Regions from separate parts of the Hordeum vulgare genome. Here region 1 is linked to region 2. A link is a contact called in public Hi-C data. All regions are on one chromosome and are shown on one strand. Each heading gives the region's core, a stretch centred on a gene start, on an enhancer-like site or on the middle of the called end of the contact. The rest is flanking DNA. Distances are from core to core; before and after follow the strand shown.

Region 1 (6,855 bases), core at 3,336-5,835, 380 kb after region 2:
TTTTGTCTCTTATGTTTCAGAGTAGTGGCAAAATTCCTCCATGAAGAAGGCAACTTTGCAATCATGCACCCAACCACAAATTTATCGGATAGAGCACACGTAAGGAGTTACAGTTCCTCCAAAATGCATTGTATCTCATGAACTTTTTCAACCACAGAACGGTTATTCACCATCTTGTGGTCGTGGAAACTCTCCATGATGTACAGTTCACCGCCTGCATCTATTGCACCGAATTTAGTAATCAATGTATCCCACAATGTCTTTCCATCTTGTATATGTATATACATATCACATAGACTATCAACAAGAACACTCAGAATGCACCTTACAAACATAGCGTTGGCTTCTTGGAACTTCCTTTGTTCTTCTTCAGAAGTTCCCTCTAGCATGCCATCACCAATGTGGAAAACTTTCAGAGCGGTAAGTCAATGCGCATAGGTAAACTTATCCGGCCTCAGTGCATCAGCAAATCCCAATGTAGTTACTTGGTAATTGCCTACAATTAAGGTTTTGAATTGTTGTAATATTAGGAAAATTCATGATTAATTTCAGTAAGTAATCCATGACTATAGCAGAAAATAGCATGCAACAATTTAGCACACTGGATGAACATTAAAACATGCACAACAACATTGCACATGTAACAACAACTATAGATAGAGACATGAAAGATCACAATGAACATATTGTAACAACAACTATAGATAGAGACATGAAAGATCACAATGAACATATTGTTCATTAGTTGACGTGGATTTTTTCAATGCCGCTAGTGTTTTGCGAAAATACCATTTGCGTCCCAAATTATGACCGCGTCCCTGACTAACTATTCCTATAAGGGGTTCTCTACTAGTGTACGCAGACTTTGGCTGGGTCAGGGTTGTGGGAGTCCTATGTGGGGATGGTTTGGACTCACACACTTGGACACCTCTCTGGACATTTGCATCTCCATGTTGAATGACACAAAAAAATCTGAACACGCTGACCCAGACATTTACGGATGTTTTATGGCTCAACGTTGGAGATGCCTTTATATATCATGTGTTTTATATGATCTTAGCAGATAGATTAGATAGACGGATGGATGTTGCCTCTCATAGTCTTATGGCATATACAACCGGCCTTGCCAAATCCAACACCCTATGCACGTGGGCGCACCCAAGCGTGTCCGCCGATAGTGACCGGGGAGCCCCCAAACCAGCGCGCCCGCAGCCGCATATCTCGTATCCGCCCCCTATATTCATACGAGATCATTCAACATACTACATAGATCATCAAACGACCAAAATGGACAAGCACCAGATATATAACCGATTGCAAATGGTCATAATTCGTATTAAACATCACCAAAAGATGACCAAACGGGCATAATTCACACACTTTAACCATTCGGGGAATTCTAACTAGATAATACTCCCTCCACTCCGTCATGTAGTGCACTCACTCTTTTTGAGATTTAGGTTTGACCATAAATTTAACCAACGTGAGCGATTGCGAGGGGAGCAAAAGATTATACCATTAAAGTCGCGCTTGTATGCAGTGTATTCTAATACGGATGTATTTATTTTACACGTGTATCTTACCGGTCATGAAGAGATTTCCAGCTGGAAATAATACAACGAGCCGAGACCTGTATTTTTTACAAAAGTGTTCGAGACAAAAACGATAATCCAAACAAGGCCTAAATTCATATTGGAAAGAGGTTTCGAGTGGTATAATTTTTTCTCCCATCGCATTTGCCCACATTGATTAAATTTATCATGAAACTTAAATATTCAAAAGCATCGACGCACTACATTATGGAATGGAGGGAGTAGGAGCTAGATTATATAGACGGAGAGATGGTCGAGCTTCACCACTTCCTCGTTGGTCCTTTGCCCTTCTAGTCACCGGCACTAGTGTAGGCGTCCGCGGCATGTGGTAGGTCATTGTCGGAGCCGTCGTTGTCATCGTGGGAGGAGGAATAGGAAGAGGAGATGACAATGTATCCCTTCAAGTGCCGGACGACGTGGTCCTCCTTCCACTTCATCCTCGCCATCCTCGCCGCCTCCACTGTTGCCACCGCCACCTCTTGCTCGAACTGCTCAATGTCGAGACACATCGTCTTGGCATTGATCCTTCGGAGCCGTCGGGTTTCCATCCCCACCATCGTAAGTGACCAGCGCTACACCCACTAGAGGAGAAGATCAATGCTTGTTGGGAACCGTCGGCATCACATAGCAATGGCAGGAGAACTACGGAGTCGCGTCCGATGTGCCCCCGATCTTCCTTGCCCTCTACCTCTCGCGGAGGTCGACGCGTGCCTCCAATTCTAGAGTGCACATTTGGGTCGCCGGTGGGGCGGGCACTAGAACCCACCACTATCCGCGTGGAGCAGCAACTGAAGGTGGAGGAGACCGACGAACGTGGCATCGCCGATTGAGCTGACCTCATAGATTCACGCACGGGGCAACAATGGTCGGTGCCAGCGTCGGCGTTGCCTTCGCCGGCGACTAGCGGCATCACACCTGAACCGAAGTTGTCACCTGTGTCCACCTGCGAGCCCTCCCACGTGATGTGGAGGGCCAACTCGTCCTCGTCTCCGACACCATCACGAAGGAAGACGTCCCAATTGTCATCGTCAGAGGCCTCACAGTGGTTGTCGGTACTAGACATGGTCGTCGACGCTCGTGAGTTGGCCGATTGGAGCAAAGGGGAGCAAAGCAGAAGTAAGGCTAGGGTTTGGTTTTGGATGGGGTTTTGTAGGATCGATGTGGGCAGAGGTGGACGGGACACACATGACGTACGCCTCGAACGCGTCGTGGACGATTCATATCCACCCTACGTTTAAACCGGATATGAAAGGTGTGTGTTAGTCTGAGCATTTGAAGACGCCCGCAAAAAAATTATCAGTCTGCCCGCCTTTTGAGACGGTTTGAGGCGCAGGTATACGCTCTCGTTGATTGTATTTATTGCAAAGTAGGAGTATTTTCAAGTATCTCGATGAAAGGTGTGTGTGAGTCCCAACGTTTGAAGACGTTCGATTGAATCACATTTTCCATCAATCCAGCCGTCTTTTGAGATGGTTTAAGACCCCTGGTATACGCTTTTAGACAAACTCCAGTGGGGCGATTCATTTTGTTTGCCGCCGTCCGTTTGGGGCCGCACGGACAAAACGGACGGCCCAACGCGTCGACCCATTGTCAAAACGCGTCTGCTTCGACCCATTTCCGGCCCAAATTTGGGACTGAAATGCATCGGCGCGGACGCGAAGCGGATGCGCGTGCGCCGTCTCGGTGTCCGCCCCAACCACCCACGGTCAACATAATTTATGACGGCCGTCCTCCTCGGTCCCACACGTCAGCGGCCTCGGTCGACCTTTTTTAATCCGCCCCCCCACGGTGGGTTCTGCCTCATCTGCTTCGAGAACACACACGTCCCCATCTCGCCACCCCGTCAGCGACTAAACCCTAGCCATGTGCCATGGTCGTCTCCTTCCAAAACAAGGGCAAGGCCCCCTCTACCCCCGCGCCATCTCCCCGCCGGCGTCTTCCCTCCGGCCTCACGAGTGTGTCAGCGTCCCGGTGCACCAAGCACGATAGCACTGGGAGCACCGCGTGCCACTGGCCTTACCCCAATGCCACCCTCCCGCATCACTGGCATCTGGATCCGGAGAGGATCCCGGTGCCGGCCGTGCCGCGGTTGGCGTGGTTGCATGCGGAGGAGGTGAGTTGCCGTCGGCGTCTGCTGACGCCGGAGCAGCGACTCAACCCTGCCTAGGCGGCCGACTCCCCCCACTAGGAGCTCTGATTCGCGGTCGAGCACGAGGAGTAGTGCTAATGTGGCGTGCGCGATGTGCAGCCATGAGGCCCTCCGCCGCCCCCGCCCGTTGTCAGCGAGGAGGACCAGGAGGCTAAGGCCGCCTACCAGGCGGCGCTGGCAGCTGTTCTCCGCGAGAGCGAGGAGGAAGAGCGGCGCAAGGCCGACGAAGAGAAGGCGGCGTACCAACAGCGACTCGTGGAGGCCATCGCGTTGTCGGCCGCCAGCAACTGCGTCGTGCCACCTTCACCGAAGACCGAGCCCACGGAGCCGCGGGAGGTCTACCAGTAGACTGGCTGCATCAGCAAGTGGGTCAGTGCGACGCCCATCTGGCTGGGTGCGATATCGGAGCAGGAGGAAGCCTACCTCCTGCACTAGAAGTCGGAGCACCTGCGGACGGAGCGCGCCGAAGGTCGTCGGCAGATGGAGCTGGAGAAGGAGGCGGAGGAGGAACGACGGGAGATGGAGGAGGAGGAGCGCCCCCGTGTTGCGCTGCCACCGCCACCAGCACAACCCGCGTTGGCGGGACAGACGACACACGTGGAGGCAGCTGCGCTCTGGAACACAGCGTTTCCCTGGACTTTTGCCCGACTTTTAATTAATGTAATGGGGACGCGTGGACTCTTGCCAACTTTTAATGTTTAATTATGTTTATTTATTATTTTCAAAACTGCTTTATATTATTTTACATATTCATAAAAATGAATCGAATTAGCGTTGGGCGCATGCACCGATCAAATGCCGAAGCGGACGTTGACGTTCGCTGGATCGATCCAAACAAATAAATAACGGATAAAATAACCATCCGTTTGAGTCAGTCGGTTGGAGTTGCTGTTATTGATGGTACTCGTTCCGACCATGTCCCCTCTGCTCGATGTCTCCGTCGCTAACATGGCGCAACGACAGATACCCAGTTGACAACAATGGGTGTAGGATCCCACATAATTGCACAGTGTGCGTTCCCCTGATCTGATGGATGTTGACCAGTTGAGCCTTGCGGGCTCGTCGATGATCCAACGGCCCAAAGGAAAGCAAACGACGTGCCCGTGCGGCTTTGACGCCAACACTACCGGGGCCACTACGACTTTCTACCAGCGAGCGTCCTCCTCGGCCCTTTCCTTCCTCCTGTCGTCGCCGCGCGCCGCAGCCGCAGCCGCATCTGCATCTGCATCTCAGCCTCCTTCCCGCGGAACCTTCCCGGGCCTTCCGCCGCGCGCCGGAGCTCTCCTCGTCCCGGCGGTGCTTGCTTGGTTGGACCCCAAGCTCAGACCATTTTTGTAGCCCAGCTCATCTCCCATCCATGACCCCCTCCACAAAACACCACTAGTCACTGTTGCTATTGCTAGCTAAGCCGTCATACACGGCAACCACCTGGGCCTAGGCCATGGCCGCCACGCCGGACGAGTTCCTGCGGGCGGGGGACTTCCTCGCCGACGCGGAGCCCTTCTCCCCGTCGCTCTTCCTCGACCTGCCGCCAACGCCGTCTCCCCCACGCGCCGCCCCTGCCTCCGACGACCTCGACCTCGACTTCATCTCACGCATGCTCATGGAGGAGGACATGGACGACAAATTCTTCTACCAGTATCCCGACCACCCCGCCATCCTCTCCGCGCAGCACCGGCTGGCCCAGGTCATCTCCGGCTCCAACACCGCCCCATCCACCGACGACTCCGCCAACACCACCGTCGCCAGCTCCACCTTCTCCTCCGACTCTGCCACCGGCAGATCGGCCTCCTCCTGCTCCGACTCAGCCACAAACACCGGCAAATCGACCTGCTCCTTCCACTCCACCACCAACACCGCCCACTCCACCTCCTGTTCCTCCTCACCCGGCGGCCTCGCCCCCGCCAATCCCACCTGGCCTTACGACCGAATCTATCTGTCCCAGCCCCTCCACTCCCCGCCATACAATGCCAACAACCTCTTCTTTTCCGGCGTCGGCACGCCTACCGCGGGATATTTCGGGCATACCCCGGCGCTCTCCAAGGGCAACAACGACTATTTCTTGGCCCCCGCCGGCCAGAACGGCCGCAGCACGGGCATGCAGAGCTTTGCGGCTTTGTCGAATAGTAGCGCGGCCAAGGACGCCAAGACCTTATCGAACAATGGCGGCTCTTGCCGAGGTGGCCCATGCACCCCGGCCTCGGCCTTCTTCAATGGCCAGACCGACGGTGACGTGGACATGCTCAACATGGCGTTTCGCAAGGGCATGGAGGAGGCCAACAAGTTCTTGCCCACCACCAACACCCTCGACGCCATTTCCAACAAGCCGGTACTGCGCGACTTGACCGGTGACCAATTGAAGAAGGAGGAGGTGGATAGACTCAGAATGTCGATGTTCAGTAATGGCCGGGGGCGCAAGAACAGGCATGGGGCGGAAGACTTGGAGGCGGAGGTTGGCAGGAGAAGCAAGCTGATGATGCCGGAACAGGAGGATACAGGGGTAGGCGAGATGGTGGAGGAAATAATGCTTCACGGCCACGAGATCATCATGAAGGGGATAGAGGATCTGCACATAGCAATGGACACCGAGGCCGAGAAGAACCACAGGAAGGGCGCCAGCAAGGCAGCGCGGGGGAGGCGGGGTGCAAGCGAGGTCGTCGACCTGCGCACCATGCTCATCCACTGTGCGCAGGCGGTGGCCACGGGCGACCGCCGGGGATCGAATGAGCTACTCAAGCAGATTAAGCAGCACTCGTCGGCAAAGGGGGATGCCACCCAGAGGTTGGCGTATTGTTTCGCCGAGGGACTGGAAGCGCGCCTCGCAGGCACGGGCAGCCATGTGTACCAGTCGCTCATGGCCAAGAGCACCTCGGTCGGGGAGTTTCTCAGGGCATACAAGCTGTACATGGCAGCCAGCAGTTTCAGGAAGGTGAACTTTATTTTTGTTGGCAAGATCATCATGGATGCCATGGTGGGGAAGAGCCGCTTGCACATCGTGGATTACAATGTGCAATATGGATTCCAGTGGCCAGGTTTGCTACAGATGCTAGCAGAAAGGGAAGGCGGTCCGCCGGACGTGAGGATCACTGGCATTGACCTCCCTCAGCCTGGCTT
Region 2 (6,688 bases), core at 2,727-5,226:
GGTATTCTCTTCATGTACACAAAGAATAAAAATCATGTTAGAAGCTAGGAGAGCTCAGGGAATCCGGTTCTCCTAACTGCAAAGCTGGTTGCAGAGCTGGTCTATCTTATCTTGTGTAGCTTCAGCCACAATGTAGCTCCGGTGTATCCCTTTGCCTTCACAGGTCAAGTTCAAGGTATTTGCCTGTAGGATTGCCTGCAAGGAGATGGAATTACGAAAAATAGCATTAGCATGTAGCGACGCCCCCGTGAATGCATGCTCAATCTCAACTGGGACATCTCTTACATATCTGGCTACAGCGTCTAGCCAAAGAAAGTGAGTTTGGTCCATATTGATCCAAAAGCACATTTGGTTCAGAAGTACTTTAAAAAATACAGAGGGAGGAACTTCCAATTATCTTACCGTGCATGTTGTCGGTGACGAGTTGCACTTCCATTTTTTAGTAGGAACACAACTGAGATAATGGCACCAAGAACAGTGATCGTTCGCATTATATCCCCGGAAAAGCATAACGATAGCCACTGTGAACCTACAAATTTCAGATGACAGGTATCAATCATCACGGGGAAAACATCTGAAAGTTATATATCAGGGCTTCAAGCGGAAAGTCTGTAGACTCACCCGATAATCAGCAGAATAGCAGCAACTATCCACAATATATATTGATACGTCTTGTGCTTGCGTTCGGCAGGAGCAGTTTGCGGTCCAGGTGTTACTCTTCTCTGGTTAATCCATGCAAACTGTGGTCGAATAAAGACAACAAATCCAAGAAGGAACCCAGATATAAGGCCCCCAATATGAGCAAAGTTATCCACTCTGGGGAGTATCCCAAGGGCCAAGTTCACCACGATCACAAGTACCAGGGTTAATAATGCTGCCACCTAAAAATTAAGGGGAATTATCACACCATTTAATTGAACAACTAATTCTCGATGGACAAAACTGAATCAATCTGCTGAAACATCTACTATTATTACAAATTACAGAAGATATATACGAAAACAGACCTTATTTGCATAGAGTGACCAATTTGTGATGAGTTCAGAAAGCATAGACCCTATCAGTCCAAACAAAGCACCAGAAGCACCAACGGAAATACTTGCTCGGATGAAGAGAGCAGACATCAAGCTTCCACCAAAACCAGAAATGAGATAAACAAGGCCAATCCTCACTGTACATCATGAATAGACAAAATTCTTCAGTAGTGTAAGGCATACAAGCATTTAAAATGTACGTGTATCTATTTCGTAAATTGAACTACAGCTTGGATGAACTTTCAAGCATATTATTTGAGACTTTGGTAAACTAATCAGCGATATAGATAGGGTAATTTGAGGTATTCCTGTTTCAGGAGTTGCTACAGTATGGTGCCTCTTGGTTCAGTCTAAGTAGCTTCTCTGTGTGGTTACAAAATTCTGATATTTTTGGTTCCACTATCGAAGATACATAACATATGATATTACTTGTGAAATGTCTGTAGACTACTAGAATTGGCTTCATGAAGCAATATTTCATTACAAGAAATTTGTCCGAAGAAGCTTGTTAGTTATTAACAGAACCAAGGCCATGGGAAAACGATTGACAGGATATAACTTCTATCTATTCCTTCTTGTTGAAATCAAGAAGGCTCATGTGAAAAATGCAAGCAATGCTTTCACTTACCAAATCCAAATTCTTGTTCAAGTCGAATACCAATAAATAGAAGGCAAAGCACATTGATGAGTAAATGGACAACCCCAGCATGGAGCCAGATACATGTAATCAGACGCCATCCCTGGCGACCTTGGACAACTTTAGATACATCTAGAGCTCCCATCTTCAGCAGCCTGGAATGGAAAATGCTTTCTTAGTCCTGAAATTCAAATATCCATAAGAAATATCTTATCTTGTTTGCCGCCATTTCTTTCCATGTCCTTCATTTCAAATGAAGTGACGCAACACACTATGAAAGATTAAATTCACTGTAGCTCTTAGTAAACATCAGTAAAATGACCAGAAGTTAACCAAAAAAAGTTCCCAGTTCACGCAAAAAAAAAAAAAAAAGCAGAGCAAGGACGAAGTTTCTGAAAATATCTGAGCAAAGTAGTTATACTTCTACTCAACACCGACGAATACATATACTCCCTCCATCCCATAATATAAGAGCTTTTTGACACTACATTAGTTGTAAACACAGCACGCAACTACTGCTGTTCACTGAATTTGCACTTCCAAAATAACATAAAAGTCGAATTGCGGACAACACCATAAAAGTCCAAATATGCGGTAAAATTGTTGAAGTCAAATTGTGCAGAACCTTCAACACCTAGACGGTTGACAAGATAATCTGATTTTTTTTCTTCTCAAGTCATCACCAACACCAATCATGAGCAGAGTATAGCCTAAATCAACTAAAGTTAGCAAAGCTACATAAGCCAATACCAAGTCTAAAGATGTCCTACACCTGACTTGGCAAGCAAATTGCTTACGTCTACATTTAATATTTCAGCTGTTAGTTTCTTCTTTGAAATGGATGGCAGGAGCTCTGCCCATTCATTAGAGAAACTAGAATTTACAAGTATAACACCTGTCCCCTAATGGAAAGAGACTTAATGATCAGTTCCAGAATACCTTTGTAACCCCAACTTAATTACCAACTCAGTAAGAAGGCTTTAGTTTTATTTGATGAAGAAAAAAAAAACCAGAATCGTAAACTTGATTAGATCCATTGGAAGATCAGCCTGCAGAGCTCACACCTAGGGGATCAAGACCGATTTTTTAGATGGTCTGAAACTCTGAATGTTTGTGTACCTCATACAAGTTTCCTCTCAAAGACTTGTAGATTGCTAGCTCACAAAATTCCCTCATCCACAAACCCAGAAAAAAAATCAGTATGTCTCAAACGGAAGCATCACTAGTTCTTCCAATTCCAATTGCAAAATAGAATGCAGGGGAGGTGGCTGCTGGTCTCCCTATTGCAGAAGTAAGCAACCTGAGAATGAACCTGTGCACCAACCTAATTGAGGATCAATCTCAATAGCTTGAGTGTAAACACACGAGGTCTAAAGGAATAAAATGTCATGTTTGAGACGCTAAAAAGGAGAGATGTTATCCCCCACTGTCTATACGACCCAAATAAGGAATTACTAAGGCATGAGGAGAGAAAGATAAGAAAAACAATGCTAATACAGCATCATCTTTGAGTAAATCGAGTTGGTGCTGCTGTTTGCAATTGTACTGGTCAGTAACAAAGGGAAAGGGGAAATTAAGTCTTGTCAATGTTCAGCTAGACTCACTGTCTTCCTCTAAGCAAGGAAATGCACAGCGAGGCGAGGAAGCAAAGAAAGGGTGGAGGAAGAAGAGACGGAGGAGGGCAGCAGCCTGCGTACGTGGTGGAGGATGGGCCGAGGAGCGGGTTCTCCTTGAGCGGCTGGAAGGCGAATCGGCCGAGGAACCCCGCGGAGCAGTTGCCGGAGCTGCGGTTGGGGCAGTCGTTAACGAACATGGTGACAAGGAAGACGGCGACGCAGGCGATTGAGGCGGCGGGGACGAGCCAGGGCGTCCAGCGGCGGTAGTAGGGGCGCGCCCTGAGGCGTGCCGGGTTCGGGTGCACGGGCGGGCGCTGCGGGCGCTCGACGCGGACCTCGACGGCGCCAGTGCCGGGGTCGGGACCGGCGCCGGCGGGCTTCATCGTGGCGTAGGAGGAGGACGAGGGATCCAGGTGTGGAGGAGGCTGGCGGAGGAAGCGAGGGAAGGCGGCGAAGCGTGAGGAGGTGGGGGACGGGGGCAGGGAGAGTTCTGGGCTGGCTTGTGTTGGTGCTGGCAGCACAAGAGGACGCTTCCTTTCGGCGGCAGCGAAGGGAGGGGAAGGGTAGGGAAGCCGCGTTGTGTTCGTCTGCTTTCCTTGACTCTGTTTGCCTTGCTTGCGACTACAACTGTCAAGGTCTCTCTCTCACACAGGGAGAACTGGTAACTTGAGAGAGAGAGAGAGAGAGAGATTGCTTGAGCTGCGTCGGGTTGCGTAGCCAAGGAAGAAAAGGATGGATAAATGAATAAAGTAAAAGGATAAGTGAAATTCCTGCAACGGATTGAAGGAGAGTCGTTGTGGACGGTGGGATGGTTGGCCAACTCCGGCTGCCAAATGGATTGAAGGAGCCAACATTGTAGCGTCTCATCTGCTGCAACCGGAAAGCAGCTCCTTACTTACTTGGGTAAAAGTGGACCATCTGCACGGCTGGAAAGCGGTTTTCTTTCTCTAATCCAACACAATAAGCATCGCCGCTGGGAGTGGCAGCAGTTTGTTGGGCGATCTGAAATTGTCATAATCGTGCTATTTTTAAGAACAAGAAGCTGAAATCCCTTTTTAATGTGGTTTACGCTACTTGTAGTTTTCTTACTTATTGAACAGGTTTGTTGAATGAAGCTAATCGGGTGACGATGAAGAGCAATTGAAGCGTGGAGCAAAGATTCTAAAGAGCAATGCGTCTAGCATGGTACGGATCTGTGCTGCCCCCAAGAGTAACAATTGAAGATGAAAGGTGCTAGTAATGCCTTAGAGCATCTCCAACAGCCGCGCTTCGCGCCGCGCCCAAAAAATGTATTTACCGCGCGCGCTTCGGCTGGTTTAGCGCGGGGATAGGCGCTGGCTCCAACAGCCGCGCTATAATGTAGCGCGCGCGCCGCTCCAGCAGTGCCCAAAAATGCAGCGCGCGCAGCACGCACAAACCACATATACATTTCAAAAAATAGGAGAAAAACGATCAAACAAACAAAATTATTTCAAGAAAGCGCGGCGCTGTTCCTCAGACGCCGGAGGCGCGAGGGCCGGCCGGACTAGGAGGGGGTGGGGTGGAAGCGCGGCGGCGCGGGGAGGCCGGGGAAGCGCCTGAACGGTCGCCGGGGGGAGCGGGCGGCGGCCGCAGCGGAGACAGGCCGGGGAAGCGCTTGAGTGGTCGCCGGCGGGCGCGGGCGGCGACGGCGGCGCGGTCGGATGGGGGCGGCGCGAGAGTGGAGGAGCGAGCGCGGGAGAGAGCAGGAGCGAGCGCGGGAGAGTCGCGCGCGCGGGAGCCGGCGCAGCAAATAGGGGGCGCGGGATTGCGTTTCGGCCAGCGCGCTGAACTGGAAATGGCGCGCGCGCCGTTTTTGCGCGCCCGCTGGAGCTGCCCGTCGCGTTGCGCGCGTGCTAAAACTGCCTTTTTTACGGCGCGACGCTTGTATAGCGCGCCTGTTGGAGATGCTCTTAGATCTCTATGGTTTTGGCCCTTGCGTGAGTGACTGGTCGACTCGTTGGAGGGTCTGATTGTATCCTGGGATGATTTAGACTTGCCTCCTTTTCTTGGTTTTGTTAGGCTAGCTGATGCGTTTTATGATGTTCCTGGGTTTTCGTCCGGCGATAGGCTGCTCGATGACGATTGTCTATTGTGGGTTTTCCAGTAATGCTTTGAACTTGCTCCCCTTTCTTGTTTTCCTTTGTTTGTCCGAACTTTGTAACTTTGTATTTTCGTTATGTTCGGTAATGAAAAGGGGCTCGCACGGTTTTAAAAAAAAAAGCATCGCCGCATAAGAGCAACTCCAACGCGCCGACCCAAACGGACGACGGTCTCGTCCGTTTAGGCCAGCCGAGCGCTTTGCATTCGCTCTGTTTAACATTTGGGTTGGCACTGCGTCCAACACCTGCGATCCATATTTGCGGATGTGGCCGGCTGGCCGCCCCTTTTCAGTAAATATGCACATGTTTTGCATTATTTGACAAGTAGACATATAAAAAGTAGCATAGTTTTATAATCAAATAATGTTGGAGCTCGAGGGAGAAATTCAAAAAAAATCCTACGGAACACCAAGATCAATCTAAGAGAAACCAACAACGAGAGAGGTAGAGCATCTTCATACCTTTGAAGAACGCTAAGCGGAAGCGTTACTATGAACGCGGGTGATGGAGTCGTACTCGCAGCGATTCAGATCGCGGTAGATGGGATCCAAAGCGCCGAACAACGACGCCTCTGCGCTCAACACACGTGCATCCCGGTGACATCTCCTCTACCTTGAACCGGCAAGGGGAGAAAGGAAGTTGATGGAGAGCTCCGGCAGCACGACGGCGTGGTGGGGGTAGAGCTATGTGGTTCTCCGGCAGGGCTTCGCCAAGCACCGCGAAGGAGGAGTAAGAGAGAGGGCAGGGCTGCGCCGAGGTGGATGGAAAACTTGTGTGTTGCAGCCCCAAAACCCTTGGGTATATATAGGAGGAGGGGGAGGGCTGGCCGGCCACCCGAGGAAACCCTAGGAGGGGAGGCGGTCACCCTAGATGGGAGGGGCGGCGGCCAGGTGGGAGGTGGCTTGCCTCCCAAGTTGGAGGGGGGCCACCTCCACGCCCTAGGGTTCCCATCCCTAGGCGCCTTGGGCCTTGGTGGGTGGCGCACTAGCCCATCTAGGGGTTGGTTCCCTTCCACTTTTGGCCCACGTGGCCCTTCGGGGCTGGTGGCCCCTCTCGGTGGACCCCCGGAACCCTTCCGGTGGTCACGGTACAATACCGATGATCCTCGAAATATTTTCGGTGATCAAATATGCACTTCCTATATATGAATCTTTACCTCCGGACCGTTCCGGAGCTCCTCGTGATGTTTGGGATCTCATCTGGAACTCCAAACAACTTTCGGTAACCACATACTATTCTCATTACAACTCTAGCATCATCGAACCTTAAGTGTGTAGACCC

Evidence for each region. A called contact is a pair of places that touch in the nucleus more often than the background predicts.
Region 1: a contact with region 2 is called in a Hi-C map of seedling, with 4 times the contacts expected there. The contact joins the promoter of LOC123448273 here to the promoter of LOC123448272 in region 2. A contact is called at or near these places in 4 of 6 Hi-C or Micro-C datasets (leaf and seedling) and 1 of 1 datasets of contacts at active chromatin or transcription factors (embryo).

What each region holds. Positions count from the first base shown.
Region 1 is chr4H:160,219,440-160,226,294 of MorexV3_pseudomolecules_assembly, forward strand. LOC123448273 (scarecrow-like protein 34) reads left to right here and starts at 4,586. Exons shown (of 1, transcript XM_045125123.1): 1 at 4,586-6,855. The coding sequence starts at 5,183.
Region 2 is chr4H:159,843,650-159,850,337 of MorexV3_pseudomolecules_assembly, forward strand. It overlaps LOC123448272 (RHOMBOID-like protein 2), which reads right to left and starts at 3,977. Exons shown (of 6, transcript XM_045125122.1): 1 at 3,369-3,977; 2 at 1,663-1,826; 3 at 1,008-1,171; 4 at 622-881; 5 at 403-529; 6 at 1-195. The coding sequence starts at 3,670. The coding sequence ends at 73.